Linked DNA regions of Pan troglodytes: region 2 is linked to region 1. A link is a contact called in public Hi-C data. All regions are on one chromosome and are shown on one strand. Each heading gives the region's core, a stretch centred on a gene start, on an enhancer-like site or on the middle of the called end of the contact. The rest is flanking DNA. Distances are from core to core; before and after follow the strand shown.

Region 1 (3,825 bases), core at 793-3,292:
CCCGAGGCCAGCCAGGCCCCGCGGGGGCCCTGCCTTCTCACGGGACAGGAGGGCATATTTCAGCATTGGAAGGCGCTGCAGAGGGAGTCAGTTAGGGCTGAAATTCCTCAGCGCCCTGGAAGGTCCGCAGGACAGCTCCCTTCTTCCAGCTTCCTCCAAGGAGCCAGGTCCGGGACTCTCCAGGCCCCGCGAGTAAGGGAGGGGGGAAGTGAGAGAAAGGGGCTGTGTGCCCACCTAGGCCACTGCGCGCTTCAGAGCAGCCGGGACTCTCCCTGAGGGACCAGGAAGAGACCCCCCCAGGCCGGGCTCTGCCCGCTCTGTCTCCCTGTTCCCTGGAGGTCTGGGCGCCCCCGCGCAAGGACTAAGGGCTGGACAGCCGCAGGCAGGGGCTCCGTCCTTGGCCTCCACCCTTCGTGTCCAGCAATCCCGGGAGCAGGCGGCGGCACTTCCTCCATGCCCCGGCCTCAATCACCGTCTCAGTCCCCCCAACCCCGTCCTGCAGGAACAAGTGTGGGAGGCTCGGGGTCGGAGGGCGGGCGGCCGTCCCGCGGGCTGGACGGAGTTTCTGGGCTGCGGAGAGGCCGTTGGACCCACGTCCGGACGGGAGCCCCGCGCGCCCATCCCCGGCCCGGCCATCCTCGGGGCGCGCTGTCTGCGGCCTCCCGCGCCACCCCCACCCCTGTCCCGGGACCTCCTCCGGGAAAGACACCCGGGGAGCAGCCCCCTCCCCTCCAGCAGTCCCCTCCCCTCCCCTCTCCCTGCCCTCTTGATGGTGTGGGGCTCCCCGGCCGGAGGGGCGCGGCGCTGGCAGCGGGGTCCAGAGTGTCGCGCCCAGCGCGTGCTGGGGGTCCCGGGCTCCGCAGCTCCGCACGCGGCCGGTTTGTGAAGCGGCGCGCGGGGGCTTAGCCGGGCGAGGGCGCTCTTGGGCCTGGTTTGGAATTTTTAGCCCACGCGAAAGCCGCAGGCTGGGGAAGGGGCGGGTGGGAGTGGGAGACGCCCTGGGAAGCCGTGAGACCGCTCGGCGAGGGCTCGGGACCACCAGGGAGCGACGGGGGACCCCTCGGCTCAGAGCCCGAGGGAGCGATTTCGGATCCGCTGGGATTCCGGAGGCGCATGAAGGGAGAGGGAAATCCGCTAAACCGAACCTTCCGGGAATCGGAAGGCGCCGGGCCGCTCCCACGCCTCCCCCTCCTCCCGGCCGAAAGGCGGGGGGCGACGCGCAACGGGGAGGGAAGGGAGGGAGGGGTCGGCGACCTTAGGGGAGGGCGAGTCCCTGGGGACGCGGGGCCGCCAGGGGCCCGACCACCCTCTCGCTCCACCTCCCCGCCCCCAAGTGCCCCGCTCTCCCCCCGCCCCGCAAACGCGCGTCCTGCGGGCTGTGCTTTGGCCCTCGCGGACGCGCGCGCTCACAGAGGGTCTGACTTGGGGTCAACTTCCACGAGGTTGCCGGGCGCCTGTGAGCACAGCCGTGTCCGCACCCAGGTGCCCACCTCCCAGCGCCACCAGGGTCCCGACCCCCCAGACCTTCGGACGCTTCTCTTCCAAACCAAAGCCTGGGAGCCTCTGGGTGGCCTGGGGCGGGGGCAGGGGGCGAGCAGGGCGGGCCAGGAGGAGCGGGCGAGGCCGCCACTCGGCTTCCCACGCCGCCCCCGCGGCTGGCTCCAACTTCCCCTACGGAGCCCCCCTCCGGCCACCCCCTAGCCCACCGACGTGCGGGCAGCGACCCCGCCCCCCGCCCCCCGCCCCTCCAGTCGCCCCCGCCGCGGCCCCCGCCCCCTCCCCATCCCTCCCCGCGCGCTCTCCCACATGAAACCTTCCATCACGCTCAGAAAGAATGTGCTACAACCTCGGCGCTGCCGCGGCCGCCACCACTGCGCCCGCGCCCGCGCCCGAGCCCGAGCCGGAGCCGGAGCCGCCGCTCCCCCGCCTGCCCGGCCAGCCCCGGGCTCCGAGCGCGCGGTCCCCGCCGCCGCCGCCGCCGCCGCCCCGCGCTCGCCCCGCGCTTGACGCAGTGAGCGCCGCAGCCTGGCTCCCGCCGGCTCCGCTGGGCTCCGGGTCGCAGGCCGAGTCCAGCCGGGCGGGCTCCGGGAGGGGCCGGCAGGGCGGGAGTGGGAGGAGGCCTGTCTGGAGCCAGCGAGCCCGGAGGAGGAAGAGGAGGAGGAAGGAGGGGAAGCCGCCGCCGCCGCCGCCGCCGCGCTCGGGGAACCGGGGTGCGCGCGCTCTGCTCGCCCGCGACAGTGCCTCCAGCCCGGGGCCCGCACCCCGGCCCAGGTAAGAAGGGGCCTGAGGGGCAGGGGGCTGTCCGGGGCCGGGGGACCCCTCTGTCGCCGCTGCGGGATCGGAGGGTCCCCGCCCCTAGAGGAGGCAGGGAAGAAGATGCTCTCTGGGGGGGGGGGCGGCGGGGGGCAGCGCAGGGTCCCCAGCGGCTCTCGCAGCCCGGGCCACCCCATCCCTGGTGCCCTGACCTCGGCGTCCGCGCCAGGGCCGAGTCTCCCCGCCCGCGGGGCTCTGGATGCGGCGCTCGGGGCCCGCGGCTCCCGGGCGTCCCCATCCACCCACCCAGATTCGGAGGCGGGCGCACCCGAAGTTAGCGGCCGCCGAGCCTGGGCCGGACAAACTTCCCTCCCCGACGCCGCGGCTGGAAGGGCCAGGACTCCGGACCCCTAGGGCTAGGGAGGCGCCGCGGGGACCCCGAAACTTTCCGGAGCGCGCTGAGAGCAAAAAGCCGGCTGGGCAGAAAGAGGGGGAGGGGGCTGGGCACGCCTTCGAGTGCGCTGGGGTAGCCGCGGCGCCCCAAGTTGAACCACAGACGAACCCCTCTTCATCTGAAACCTGGTCTCGGAGTCGGAGGTGGGGAGGGAGTGGGCTGTGGGTGCCTCGACTTCGCAAAGCCGGCGTGGGGGGGCGCAGCGCCCCGCCCCGCGCCGCTTGAACCTCCGGAGGGGGTGTTACGGGACCCCCGCCCCCACCCCAGCCGGTGGCTGGGCTCTGCCGGCCGCTGCGGAGCTCCCGGGAAGGACCTGCTCGCGGCTATTAATAGGCGTCGGTGACCCTAGCCTCTCCCGGTCCGGGAAGCTGGCGCGGCGGGGCTGGGCTGGGCTGGGCTGCCGAGTGGGGCGGGGCCCCGGGGCCCAGAGCGGACCCCCAGCTCTCCTGGTCCCTCTTCCGCCGCTCTTCCCTCCCTGCCGCCTGCTTTCCTCCCATTTTCCCTCTTCGATCTCGGGGTGTCGGCTCCCCCTCCGAACTTTTTCTCTTCCCAAACTGCACGGTGGCCACCCGGTCACGGCCCTGGGCCGTACCCGCGCAATCTCAGCACCATTCCCGACCGAGTCCTCCGCCGCGGGCTGAGCGCGAGTCCCCGGGGCCAGACTGCCCAGGGAGGAGCAGGGACTTCCTACAATCCGCGCCCTTCCTCCCAACCCACGGCGAGCGCAACACATTCGCCCGCCCCTGCGGCCCCATCTGAGGGCGGGGAGAGGTCGCTGGGGGCAGCTTCGGGGGTTGTGGAGGGCAAGGGGGACTCGCGAAGCTCCCTAAACAAGCGTTTAGGGATGCAGCTCGGGCGGCGTGTGCAGGGAGGAAGCAGCGTCCCGGCGTCCCCCCTTCAGCGTCGCCTTCGCGCGCCTCGAGGGCCCAGGAGGGTTCGGTCTCCCCCACCCCACCTGGACACTCAGGTCTGAGCCTGAATGGATTTGAGGATCTGGGGGACGGGGAATACGGAGTCCTTCTTCCTGCCTCGGTGTCTGCAGAGCCCAGCCCGCAGGCAGCGTGGGGATCTTTGTCCCCAGGGCCAGCGCCGGCCCCGCCCCCCTCCCCGTTAACTCC
Region 2 (3,825 bases), core at 557-3,056, 460 kb after region 1:
CCAGACGCCTCCCTGTGCTGCGCACACAGCCTCCCCGCACCCGCTCTGCAGCTCAGAGCTGCTCACCCTCAGCTCTGGGTCCTCCGCACCAACTTCGGATTCCCATCAGAGGACAGGCCCTGCCTGTGGGCCCATCACCATCCCGTCTCCCACCTAGACGGAAAACCCGAGCTCTGCTCCTCCTGAAATGAGGCCAGCCCTCTGGTGTCAATTCATGCAACTTCCCCGGGCCTCGGCTTCTTCTTCAGGCCACATGGACAGTCCCTGCCTTAAGCAGCCCATGAGGGCACTGGAGGCGCACACACAATCAGGTGAGGAGAAGCGGCTGCAGCAGCAGCAGGGAACACGGCAACACAGGAGCCGAACCCAGCACAGCGGGAGCCCCACGCCCGCCAACCCCAGGAGGACACTCAGGAGTGGGGCCCCAAGGACTCTGTCATTTCAACTCACTTCCTATGTCTGTAAACGTCAGAACTCATAGCAGGGAGGTGTGCGGCCTCAGGATCCCAGCAACAGCCCCCAACAGCCTCGAGATGCTCTGGCGTGTCAGCTTTAGGGACTACATCAGAAGACTTCCCCACAATCAAAGACTGTCAAGAGCTGGTTAACGTAGGAAGTTTAGCAAGAGCTCACTGCGGCTGTGTGGGTCTAAATAGTTTTAAACACTTCTGTGTTTTTATAGCATTATATTTAGAAACCTCTAAATAAAACTCATGGCGAGTGTTGCAATAATATACATTTTTTAAACTAATTGAATGTTGCCATTACAAGTGCTATTTTGGACAATCTGCTAAATATGTAATTTAGGAATTAAGATTCATATCTTACAGGATACGCTAATTATTCCTTTGAATCCGTTTGGGTACTTTCTGAACACACACAAGAAGTCTGAGAGTTGGCGACAATATCCACCCTTCTTCTCCACAGCGCAGAGGTCAGGCCACTAGTAAGGGCACAAGCGTGGGCTCAGCACAGTTGTGAGAGTGCAGACCCAGCTGCGCAGGCCGGAGGTGGCCATGAGGCCCACGCCTTTCCAGTCCAGGAGGCTCCGGCTCAAAGCAGCGGGAAGTTCAGTTTATTAAACCACAGCTGATTTTCCTAAGGCTCCCCTCCACTGATCTCACACACGTTATCAAAATGACACAGATGTCCAGATGGCAGCACCTCGAAGATTCTTGAAGTCTCCTTCTGTGGCTTCAATGACACAGATGTCCAGATGGCAGCACCGCAAAGATTCTTGAAGCCTCCTTCTGTGGCTGGACTGTGCGCTCACAGCCGTGCCGCCACGCCCCACGCCTCGGTACACAGCAGGCACAACTGAGCGAGCAGCTGCCCGGCTGCTCCTGTTCCCTCGGTGCCTCGAGGTCCCGGCTCAGAAGCCATGCCCAAAGCGGAAATCAGACCCCGCAGGGCTGTGACTCGCACAGCCACCTCCTTTCCTGTGAAGCATCTACTTCTATTAATACAGCCTGAGACAGAGTTCACTTCTTCTGAAGTCACAACCCAACAGTGATTCGCTCTGACTCACACTGGCAGTGGAGAAAACTCTGGAGTGACTCAGACGTGCGGCAGATGAAGGCCTCCTTCCCATCCTCAACACAGCCAAGTCGTTTTGGGTCTCAAGTGTCTCCCTTTTGTCCCAAATCAAATTTTTCTTGCTGAAGAGCCATCATTTCAGACTATTAAGATGCTTTCGGATCTGTGACGGGCTTCACCAATCAATAAAAGCTACTTCTATACCGAGACTCACCGCCTGCCCCCAGGGCGGTCCGAGCAGGGAATTCCATGGTGCACGCCCATAAGAAGCGCTTTCTGCGTCTCACAGGACAACAGCCGTCTGCGCTCAGACCCCACCATCTCCCTCAAACACAGTTTCCCAGCAGAGCCGAGGAGTTGACGGTGCGGGCAAACCCTTCCTGTCCAATCAAAGCTCACTACATCCCTGGCTTGCTCTGCTCTCACCCCATCCCTCCCTCGAGTCCTGTACACAAGTGAGGGGAGGAAGAACGGATCAGGAAGCAGCAGGGTACAAAGAGCAGAAGAGAGCTTCAGTCTCAAGTCCACAGGGCACGCTGCAGCCAAGTCCTCCGACGAAAAGTAAATTAAAGACAAGAGGAACAAAGAAGAAACAGGGAGAGAGGAGGAGCACACACACTGAGCGTCCACTGTGCCCGCCCCTCGCTCCCCCCACACCATGCGGTCTGTGTGATCGTCCCACAGATGAAGACTAGAGGGGCTCGGGAAGCCGGGCCTCAGAGCCCGCAGGCGCCTCCATGCACCCCTCCACCTCTGCACGCTGGCTGCCCAGCCCCCGGTCCCAGGCGTGGAAGCCTCCCAGGCGGCAAGGAGCTTTCGAGACCGTGGCTGCTCAGCCCTTGCTCTCTGCTCTAGTCAAGGAGCGTGCCTGGGAATCAATGAGGTACAGTCTTTCCCTAAAGTCACCGGAGAACAGAGATCAATGAAAAAGGAGGAAGGGAGGAAAGACAAAAGACTTGAGAGGAAGCAAAACGAAACCAGCTTAGATTTGATCCCGATACGTGGGAAATCAGGTGGGGAAAAGGGGCTACAACTCCGTGATGACCACAAGTCCAGAGGGCTGTGCAAGCCAACACAGCTGGGGGCTGCAGAAAGCACCACAACAACTGGCTGACGCCAGGTTGGGGCCAGCAGCCGCACACTGGAAAACGCAACACACAGCCCACGCAGCCCTGTGGGGGCAGCTAAGCCCAAAACCCTGGCGTGGCCCAGCACGAGCAGGCCTGTGCGGAGTGGACCTGCACACAACGCGAACGCACACACCGCGAACGCACACACCGCGAACGCACACACCGGATGCTTCCCGCAGTGGAGACCCACATGGCAATGTCTTCTGAAGTTAAAAGGATGCCAGGATCCAGCAGTCCCACTCCTAAGTATGTGCTCAAGGAAAAGTAAAAGTTTAGATCATACAAAGCCCACATTTCCAGCAGTTTTACTCCATTTCACCAAACCCAGAAACAACACAGATGTCCTTCAACCAGTGAACGAATAAACAAGACCCAGAGCAGCCGTGCCTGGAGCATCACTCAGCAACGAAAAGCAGCGCTGCGATTCACACAGCCACGCGGTGAGTCCCAAATGCACCTCCATGAGCCAAAGATGCCACATTTGTATGACGTTCTGGAAAAGGCAAAATCACCAGACAGAAAGCATGCTGGGGTGGCCAGGGAGGGGAGTCTGGGGTGGTGGGGCTGCAAGTCAGCCCCAGGCATGTGAAAATGCGCAGCTGCACAGCAGAAGGGCATATGAGGCTGTATAGTTTTTTTTAATCAACCAGAATGAAAAAGACTCAAAATGAAACACCAGCTCTAAGCGGTAAACCTAAAGGAACCACAAACAAAGAACACAACACCAGGCGGTGGGAAACACAACGGCACCCACGGTGCTGAGAAAACGCCACTTCCATTGGGAACGGTAGGCCAAGGACAGAACGGCCTGTCCACAGACACTGCACCCTCGCAAGTCAACCTCTCCTCACAGAGCTATGGATTAGCAATTCCAGAAAGACCCTGTGCGCACGTGAGGATTGGATGGGTAAGTAAAACATGGTGTGTGCTGACACCTGGGCTTCTCAAGACCAAGGAGACGGCACAGGAGGCGAGGACAGCCCAGGGGTGCTGGATGGAGCCAGTGTCAGGGTGTCCACCGAGGGGCCCTGGGGCCCTGACGCACCCAGAGCAGGCAGCACCCCACGCCCACATCTCATCTCTAAGCAGCACTCGGCAACAAGAGGAAACAGGGCTCACTGGGAAAGTGGCGGACTGTGGGAAAAGGGCAGGAAAAAAA

The links. A called contact is a pair of places that touch in the nucleus more often than the background predicts.
Region 2: a contact with region 1 is called in a Hi-C map of stem cell-derived neural progenitor cells, with 2.0 times the contacts expected there. The contact joins the enhancer-like site here to the promoter of ELFN1 in region 1. A contact is called at or near these places in 1 of 7 Hi-C or Micro-C datasets (stem cell-derived neural progenitor cells) and 1 of 1 datasets of contacts at active chromatin or transcription factors (stem cell-derived excitatory neurons).

Annotation. Positions count from the first base shown.
Region 1 is chr6:7,617,942-7,621,766 of NHGRI_mPanTro3-v2.0_pri, forward strand. ELFN1 (extracellular leucine rich repeat and fibronectin type III domain containing 1) reads left to right here and starts at 2,043. Exons shown (of 3, transcript XM_016957005.4): 1 at 2,043-2,271.
Region 2 is chr6:8,073,950-8,077,774 of NHGRI_mPanTro3-v2.0_pri, forward strand. All of the region lies in intron 11 of MAD1L1 (mitotic arrest deficient 1 like 1), which reads right to left. Among named protein-coding and RNA genes, the nearest start is that of MAD1L1, 130 kb to the right of the region's middle. Within about 2 kb of position 1,807, at least 8 of the 24 cell types and tissues checked have an H3K27ac peak or open chromatin away from gene starts, as enhancers often do. A contact at or near this core is called in stem cell-derived neural progenitor cells, where this site is marked.